Regions from separate parts of the Mus musculus genome. Here region 2 is linked to region 1. The links are chromatin contacts, called in public Micro-C maps. All regions are on one chromosome and are shown on one strand. The core of a region is the stretch at or near the end of the contact, and the rest is flanking DNA. Distances in the headings are between cores, read along the strand shown. Region 1 has its middle 12 kb from the start of Dnajb9. Region 2 holds the start of Pnpla8 (patatin-like phospholipase domain containing 8).

The links. Hi-C and Micro-C count contacts between places; a contact is called where the count stands out from the background.
Region 2: a contact with region 1 is called in a Micro-C map of the G1E-ER4 cell line, with 2.8 times the contacts expected there. The contact joins the promoter of Pnpla8 here to the enhancer-like site in region 1. A contact is called at or near these places in 15 of 39 promoter capture datasets (the 3T3-L1 cell line, 3T3-L1-derived adipocytes, the C10 cell line and 12 more), 2 of 15 datasets of contacts at CTCF or cohesin (the NIH/3T3 cell line and large pre-B cells), 57 of 484 Hi-C or Micro-C datasets (B cells, the Ba/F3 cell line, the C2C12 cell line and 42 more), 27 of 115 datasets of contacts at active chromatin or transcription factors (the 230-238 cell line, CD8 T cells, bone marrow-derived dendritic cells and 19 more) and 5 of 9 other capture datasets (adipose tissue, bone marrow-derived macrophages, liver and 2 more).

What each region holds. Positions count from the first base shown.
Region 1 is chr12:44,196,343-44,199,931 of GRCm38.p6, reverse strand. No RefSeq gene overlaps it. Among named protein-coding and RNA genes, the nearest start is that of Dnajb9, 12 kb to the left of the region's middle. Within about 2 kb of position 1,616, at least 31 of the 459 cell types and tissues checked have an H3K27ac peak or open chromatin away from gene starts, as enhancers often do. A contact at or near this core is called in the Ba/F3 cell line, the G1E-ER4 cell line, the HPC-7 cell line and 6 more, where this site is marked.
Region 2 is chr12:44,267,216-44,271,128 of GRCm38.p6, reverse strand. It overlaps Pnpla8 (patatin-like phospholipase domain containing 8), which reads right to left and starts at 1,975. Exons shown (of 10, transcript NM_026164.2): 1 at 1,828-1,975.

The DNA of each region.
Region 1 (3,589 bases), core at 367-2,866:
GTTCTCTTGGTACCTCTATAAAAAAATGACAGGGTGGGGTAGAGGGAAGGGGAGAAGTAAGGAGGGAGGGAAAGAGAAAGTAGGGGCAGGGAGAACACTCACGGGACCATTCTCAAGTGAGATTACAGTAATAGGGTTTGTATATGAAATGTTTTCCCAAAAAGCTTAAAAAGGCTTGGTCCTTAGCTGGTGGTGCCATCGAAATTTGATTAGCTTAATTGATGGATTATTTGCTTGATAGATTTAAATTCTTGATGCATAACATGGCATTATTAAGAGTAGGCTATAGTGGGGATATGCCCTGGAAAGACAGCACCTTGCCCCAACTGTTGGCAATCAGGCACATCTAGGGACATCTAGAAGTGACTTCACTCCAATCAGGTATCTTTACAGCCAGTTCTCGGGGGACCTAGCTGAAGAGGTGACAGCGTTGATCCTTTGCACGTGTGCCACGGCCCTTGTCCCATGTCCTTTTACAAATGCATCACAGGCCCAATAAAAGCCTCGTTCTTCCTGCACCCCCTTTTCTCTCCACCCTGTCCCAGGGCCTGTCTCTTTCCCCTCTCAACAAACCTCCCAGGTGAGACCTGCTGCATGTTGTGATCTCTTTGGGACTTGCTGCTTAGTTCTAACACCAGTTCCCTCTACTGCTGTGAAGTGAGCAGCTCAGCTCTACTATGTACTTTTTACCATGGTGCAATCCCAAAACCAAAGGAGCCAAACATCCATAGACCTTGCAAGACCTTTGGGACTGAGTCAAGATTCATTCTGATCTAAAGGAAATGCACTCTTATGCTGTCATCATCTTAGGAATGTGGCTACTCTGACCAACACAAGAAGACCCTGCCTCTGAGCCAGAAAGAGTGCCTCAGGGGGGCAGAAAGTCTTCCCATGCCTTCTTAGACATCTCAGTTACCAGGGCTGTAAGAAACACATCTTCTTTTTATAGGCCTCCCAGGCCGAGGAATTCTGTTACATCAGTCTGAACAGACTAAGATAGTGGGCTTCTTAGCGCTTCTAGGATGCTCATCTATTCTGGGACTCCCTTGGAGACACATAATAGATGACTATTCTATTATTGGTTGTCAAATCGATTATATCTAGAATTAACTAAAAACTCATGCTACTAGACACACCTGTGAAGGATTTTTAGTTAACTGTATGATTTAAGGTAGGAAGACTCACCTTAAATCCAGATCACGTGAGTTCATCTTAATCTGAGCTCTGATTGTCCTCCCTGAAACTGAGCTATACCTTCTCAAGGCAGCTTATATATAAAGGACCTGGAAGAAGGAAACTTTTGGTTTCTGCCTGTTTGCCCTCATTTTCATTGGCAAGTTCATAGATCCCGGTGCTGAGGGATTCCTTCTCTGGTTTTAGGGTGATGGATTTAGGACCTTAATTCAGGATTCCAAAGTATACTGAGAACTAGCTGAAGCATCTAGCCACGTGGGCTCAACAGCTTGGCCTTTCCCCTGGGAGACAGCCATTGTTGAGCTAGCTGGATCACAGTCTGTAAGATGCTCTAATAAATCCCCATTGATATGGTTGTGCCCTGACTGCAAGAACCCCTGAGATCATCAGGAACCACAACTCTGATGCAAGCATATGAGAGTATTCGAGCTGAAGCTCGGGCCATGAACCTTCCTGATGCAACAGGATAGGAGAGTGGCCCCAGGATCTAGGAAAGAGGGTTTATTAAGGAAAACCCAGAAGCATTGGAATTAATGAGAGGAAAAAGAAATGTTGGCTTTTAAGCTAATTGGTTTATAGGACCTGATTAAACCACAAGGAGGGAACATGGATCAAAAAGGAGAGTCTTGACCTGGGAACGACTTATGTTTTCTTAGCTCACTCTTATCAGCTAGCTGCAGCTGCTGTGTCTATTTTGCAACTGCCAGGGACATTTCCTGATTTTTCTCAGACCTCAAGGGTGGGGGCCATGCCTCTCTAAAGGCAAGTTAACATAGACTCTTAAAAACAAAATGGAGTTTATTCTGCTACCTCAGTCCCTTCAATGTATGTTTATTTATATATATTCTATCAATACAAATTTATTCATATTCTATCTGTTTTGTTTCTCTAGGGCAGTGGTTCTAAACCTGTGGGTTATGACCCCTTTGGGGTTCAAATTACACTTTCACAGGGGTTGCATATCAGATATTTACATTACAATTCATAACAGTAACAAATTATAGTTATGAAGTAGCAATGACAATTTTATGGTGGTGGGTCACCATAACACGAGGGTCACGAGGGTATTAAAGGGTCACAGAATTAGGAAGATGGAGAATCTAGAGTGCTGGGGACCAGCCCAGGCTGTTCTTTCTTGTTTGGTTCTTTCTGAGGCATCGGAGAGGTAAGACTTAGTCTTACCAGATACTTAGGGTTATTGTATAATAATAAAACATTACCTATCTTAAGTCTAAGTCCCTTTGCTACAGTAGCTGACCTGCCTTCTGTGAGTTCCTCTGAGGTGAGAAACTGTTTAGCACCTCATCATAAAACAGCAGGGGATTAAGTGAAAGGATTTATTGCTACTGCACCTTTCTTTCTTACTTTCTTAGCCTCTCTGGTTAAGCTGGTTAACTCTTTATGAACCAGAGAGAAAGGAAAGATGCTTTGTACAGGCAAATATGCACAGGCACATATACATTCAAACATTCATACACCCACACTCTAGCTGGGCCCAACTGTCTGTCAATCAACCCTACAAGTATTCATGCATGCCTACATGCATACATATATACCCTACACACAAACATATAGACAAACAGACAAACACACTTGTATGTGTGTGTGTGTGTGTGTGTGTGTGTGTGTGTGTGTGTGTATTTCTTTTCTCTGGTCTTTTATACCTCCTTCTTTACACAAAAGTTCCCTAGAAAATTACCTCAAAGATAAAATGTTAAAAGGAATGGGAGTTACAGAAGGATGTTGACATTAAGTTCAAAGCAATGTGTCATTATAATATACTTGTTAAAAGTTTTTTTTTTTTAACTTGTTAAAGTAACAGTTTCTGTATGGCCTTGCCTTATCATAGTGCATATCTGTGACTTTACCCTTGGGACTAAATGTTTTTCCTTGAACACAAAATTGGCCCAAGTCGCTTTCTCCTTTTAGTGTAATTATGAAATCTCATTGTATTTATTATTATGCAACCTTTATTTATTATTTGGAGGAGTGGGCACATTTTATTCTTGATTCTAACTTTATTACATCTTTCTAGCAAATAAGAGCATCTCTAAAAACTTTTCTCCTAAAATTATTTGAATCATGTCAGAACTTCTATAGAACCATTATCTATTTGTCTATATAGCATTACTACAAGATACTTCATCTTTGGGTCTGCAGACGTCTGCTCAAAAGGGTGGGTTAGTACCTAGTGATTGCTATACATTTAATAATAATAGTAAAAGCACAGGAATTTTTCCTAAAATGAATATCTCCAGGTAGAGGGAAATAGTTCAAAACACTAATATAAGACGTTTGGAAGTAGAGCTCAGTGGTAGAACACTTGCCCAGTATGCCTGGTGATCTGAGCTCAATGCTCAGGGCTGAAGAATAAAATTAATGTGATACTTAATTT
Region 2 (3,913 bases), core at 726-3,225, 71 kb before region 1:
ACATCTTCTTTCTGTTTCTGCAGGCACTTGCACTCATGACTTCATTAACTATAAACACACACATACATCTACACATATTAAAGACAAAAATAATTAAAAAAAAAAAACAGGACTTGTTAAGGAGAAGTTGTCAAGAAAACTCTTAAGTTTTCAAATCAGACATGGAGTGAAAATGCCACTTGTGAATATGAAAGACCTGGAAAGGGGTCAGCTTAACATAGAAGAAACTATATTTTCTTCCATATTTACAGAATGCAGTAATGACAGGGCACTGAAATAGAAATAGAGAGACTACATTTATGTATGACAAAATGCAACACAATAACAACTGGACCCTCAAGGCCAAATGAGATGGCCTGCAGTATTTGGATACCCAGGACTTAACAAAAATAAGCTTCTTTCTTTTTTAAAATGCTCAGCTACAAATAAATGCACCCTATAATTTCCTTGACATTTCAGGATATTTATGTATGACTTTGGTTTCAAAAAGTTAAATTTGTTTTGAGGAGAACAATGTGGATAGAACTTTGAGTGGTACCCAAAGTTAGGAACAGGAAGAAAAGCACTCAAGCAAACCAGGAAGCACTGAAGGAAAGGATCCTCTTAAAAGCAAAGGATAGTAAACCGAATAAAATACAAGCGATTGGGAGTGAGTTGGAACTGGAGGTGAAACAAGAGTCTAGCTCTGACCTTTGCACAAACGTTATGTGCCCCAAATAAAGTAACAAATCCCATCTTTACTGGCTGAAAAAAACAACTTCAAGTACAGACTGTTCTTGTATCAATTCTGCATGGGAAAGTATGGATGTATTAATATAGACTAGTGCAGCTGACCTTTTCACTAATCTGACATCATTATGAAGAGGGCCACTGTTACCAAGATTTTAAAATTAGATGGAGAAATACAAAACAAGATAGAGAATAGAACAATTAGCAAAAACTATGAAGCGAGGTCTTTATATTGGAGATTCATCTAATATGCATACCGAATTTCACAAAATAGCTATATGGAATTTGGTACAACTGACTGCTTCACTAAAACATAAGCTTTTCAATTCACTCTTATGTACTTTTATAATAATCCTCACTTTTTAAAAACATTCTTCCCATTTCCTTGTGGTAATGAACCGCCTTGAGAACCTGAAATATATTTTTGACAATCAGGAATTCGGTCCATAATACAACTTGGAAATGAAAATGGTAATTTTAAATGCATTCTAGGATAGCCGCTTATGTCACATCTATCTCCTAAGATATTCCTTGAAGGTCACTTTTCTTTAAAGTTATTGCTGTAATGGGCGTGAAAACTGGTCGTACCACCCCCCGCCCCGCCCCCAGCATCATGACAGAAATGACAGTGACAAGAGGCTCTGCAACCTGCTGACTCATACAGTTTTTTTCATCTTTTAAAAGGGACGCGCATCTGGTTCTGCTTAAGCAACAGCGCACTGGGATAGGACGGGAAGAAAAAGCAAATCGCTGAGAAGTAAAAATATCCAGCCACCAAAACACAAAGCACACGCTGCCCAGTCAAGGTCGAGGTAGATCAGAGAAAACGTCGCGTCTCCAGTGATCTGCCAGAGAACAGCCCATTCAGGACCCGGCGTGCCACTGCAGAGAGGGGCTGGGCGGGACCACCGGCGGGGGCGGGGCGCAACCAACCAAAACACCCGGCGGCCACGCCCGCGGCATCGGGGCGTCGGGGCCAAGCGCCCGCCAGGACCCCGAGGCCTGCGTATCGGGCCTCCGAAACGCCCGCGGGAGAGCCCGGCGAAGCGCCCACGCCACGGAGGCCACCTGCCACCCCGCCGCCTTCCGGCCACTCACCGGGACGCAGGCAGTAGTCACGGGCGCCGCGGCCGCCACTCGCCTCCCGCCAGCTCTGAGGTCCGCATCGGCCCGCCCGGCCTGCTCGCAGCTGCGGCGCCCGGACCCCAAACACTGGCGTGACCAGCACCACCCACCGCTACGCCCCGCCCCCAGCGGAAGTGACGCAAGCTCTAGGGCCTGTTTTTCTGCCTTCTGCCCTCCTAAGCCTACGTAATAGGGCGTGGCTGTGGAGAGAGGGAGGGGCGGGGAGTTTGTTGGAGCTGAGTGCTTGGGAGAGGCACCGCTTCGGAAGGGGCAAGTGCTACTTTTATGATCTGTTGTGACGGTTAGGCGGAGATCAATGGCTTTTAATCTCAGCGCTGTCTCAGAGTAGAGTGCCTGGTTGCTTGCTTGCGGGTTACCAATAGTTCAGAAATAAGTTCAGCTGGGCTGAGCGTGCCAGAAGACTCTGCGCGCGCTGTGTTGCCTAGGTTCCAGGGAACCGCTTTAACCGCAGCCTGGATGTGAGCAGCCTGGCTGGACCCTGTGATCCTGCTGTGGTGATACCTCCTCTTTGTTTCTAGAACAGCTACGGGGTCTGTCAACTTAAAAGCTCTTTGTCATATACCATCTTGTGGGAGTTAGCGTGTACTACCCCTTTGATGGTCTTGTAATCAACACGTTGAAATTTTTGTATACCAGGGAGGCAAACTACAACCCGCCACAGGTCTAGTGCTATCTAGTTAACTAGACCATCAGATTAGGACCTCAGTGTTCACCTTCAAGAGTAGCAGAGGGCCAGCCCTTAAAATGAAAATGATTGTAAAGCCCTTTAGGAAGGGCATTACATGTGCTGCCAGATTCACTGACAGTTTTTAATTAAGGGGCTTTGGATTACAGAGGTTAAACATTACAAAGGTAAAAAATGTAGTAGGCCTATAAACTCGAGGCGAGAGCAGGCTACATGAGGAGACCTTGACGTTTCTTTCCCCTAAAAATTAAAGAAAAAAAAGAAAAAAGAGTAAATGAGCATACTAGGCATTTGGTTAACACATGATATTGGGTTGTGTCTACCATACTGTCTGGTAAACCCTAGCAGTGTATTAGCTGTTAAATAGCCTCACAACAGCTCAAATATGTACTCCAAAAATTAAGAAAGGCTTGGAAATAACTTTAGCTCTTGATTTTTTTATTATTAATTTACTAATATTAAAATACCCTGACACTATTGAAATGGTAGAAGGTCAGAACTATTACCATAGTGAGCTGTCAGCTCCAGGTTCTGACACAACAAAGAGTAGAGTTTAGAACAGTAGGCAAAGGGGGTGGTCATTGGATGGAAGATTACTAAGAAATGACATCACGTCAAAGGTAACAGACATTCTTGCTGAAAAGAAGCAGATTCTTGGTGAGAGAAGATGAGAATGACCAGATACCAAGAGTGGGGATTAATTTCATATCAACTTAGACGATTCCTCCTAACACTGGACTTAGATAGGTCCAAGGCAGAGGCCAAAAGATGACAGGTACTGTGAAAAGTCATAAAAGGAACCTAACTAAATCTTGGTCAAGCAGTCAGTAACTCACCATGCCTTCTCCCTTTGTTTCTAATGTTTAATAATGTAATTCCTTAAGTTAGATAATATACCCAGATTTTCTTCCTATGTTAGAAATTTCCATGCAACTGTCAATTCCTCCTCTCCTTCCCTTGTCAGTAATTTTACCTCTAATCAGAAATAAAGCTTAATGGATCTTCCTTTACCATCTCTTACAATTTCTTCAGCTCTGTGCTCTCGCCCTCCTTTTTCCTTAGTGTAGAGCTTGCTGTATGTCAGTCTCACATAAACTGGTTCTACAGTTTGTAACTAACCTCTAACCCAGTCTCTTCTGCAGGGAAAGTTATCTTTCAGAATTGCAAAATGATCATGTGTTTTCCCAGAGCAGAAAGATTGGGCCAGGAGCACTTCTTCGGTAAACCACAGGGATGTGACAAGCTTTAACTGTGTGGCTTCTCACCCCTTGCCCAGTATTTTTTACCTTCCAGAAACACCATTATTTTACCATAAACATTGAGCCTTTTCATAATTAGTGCCTCTGTACATGC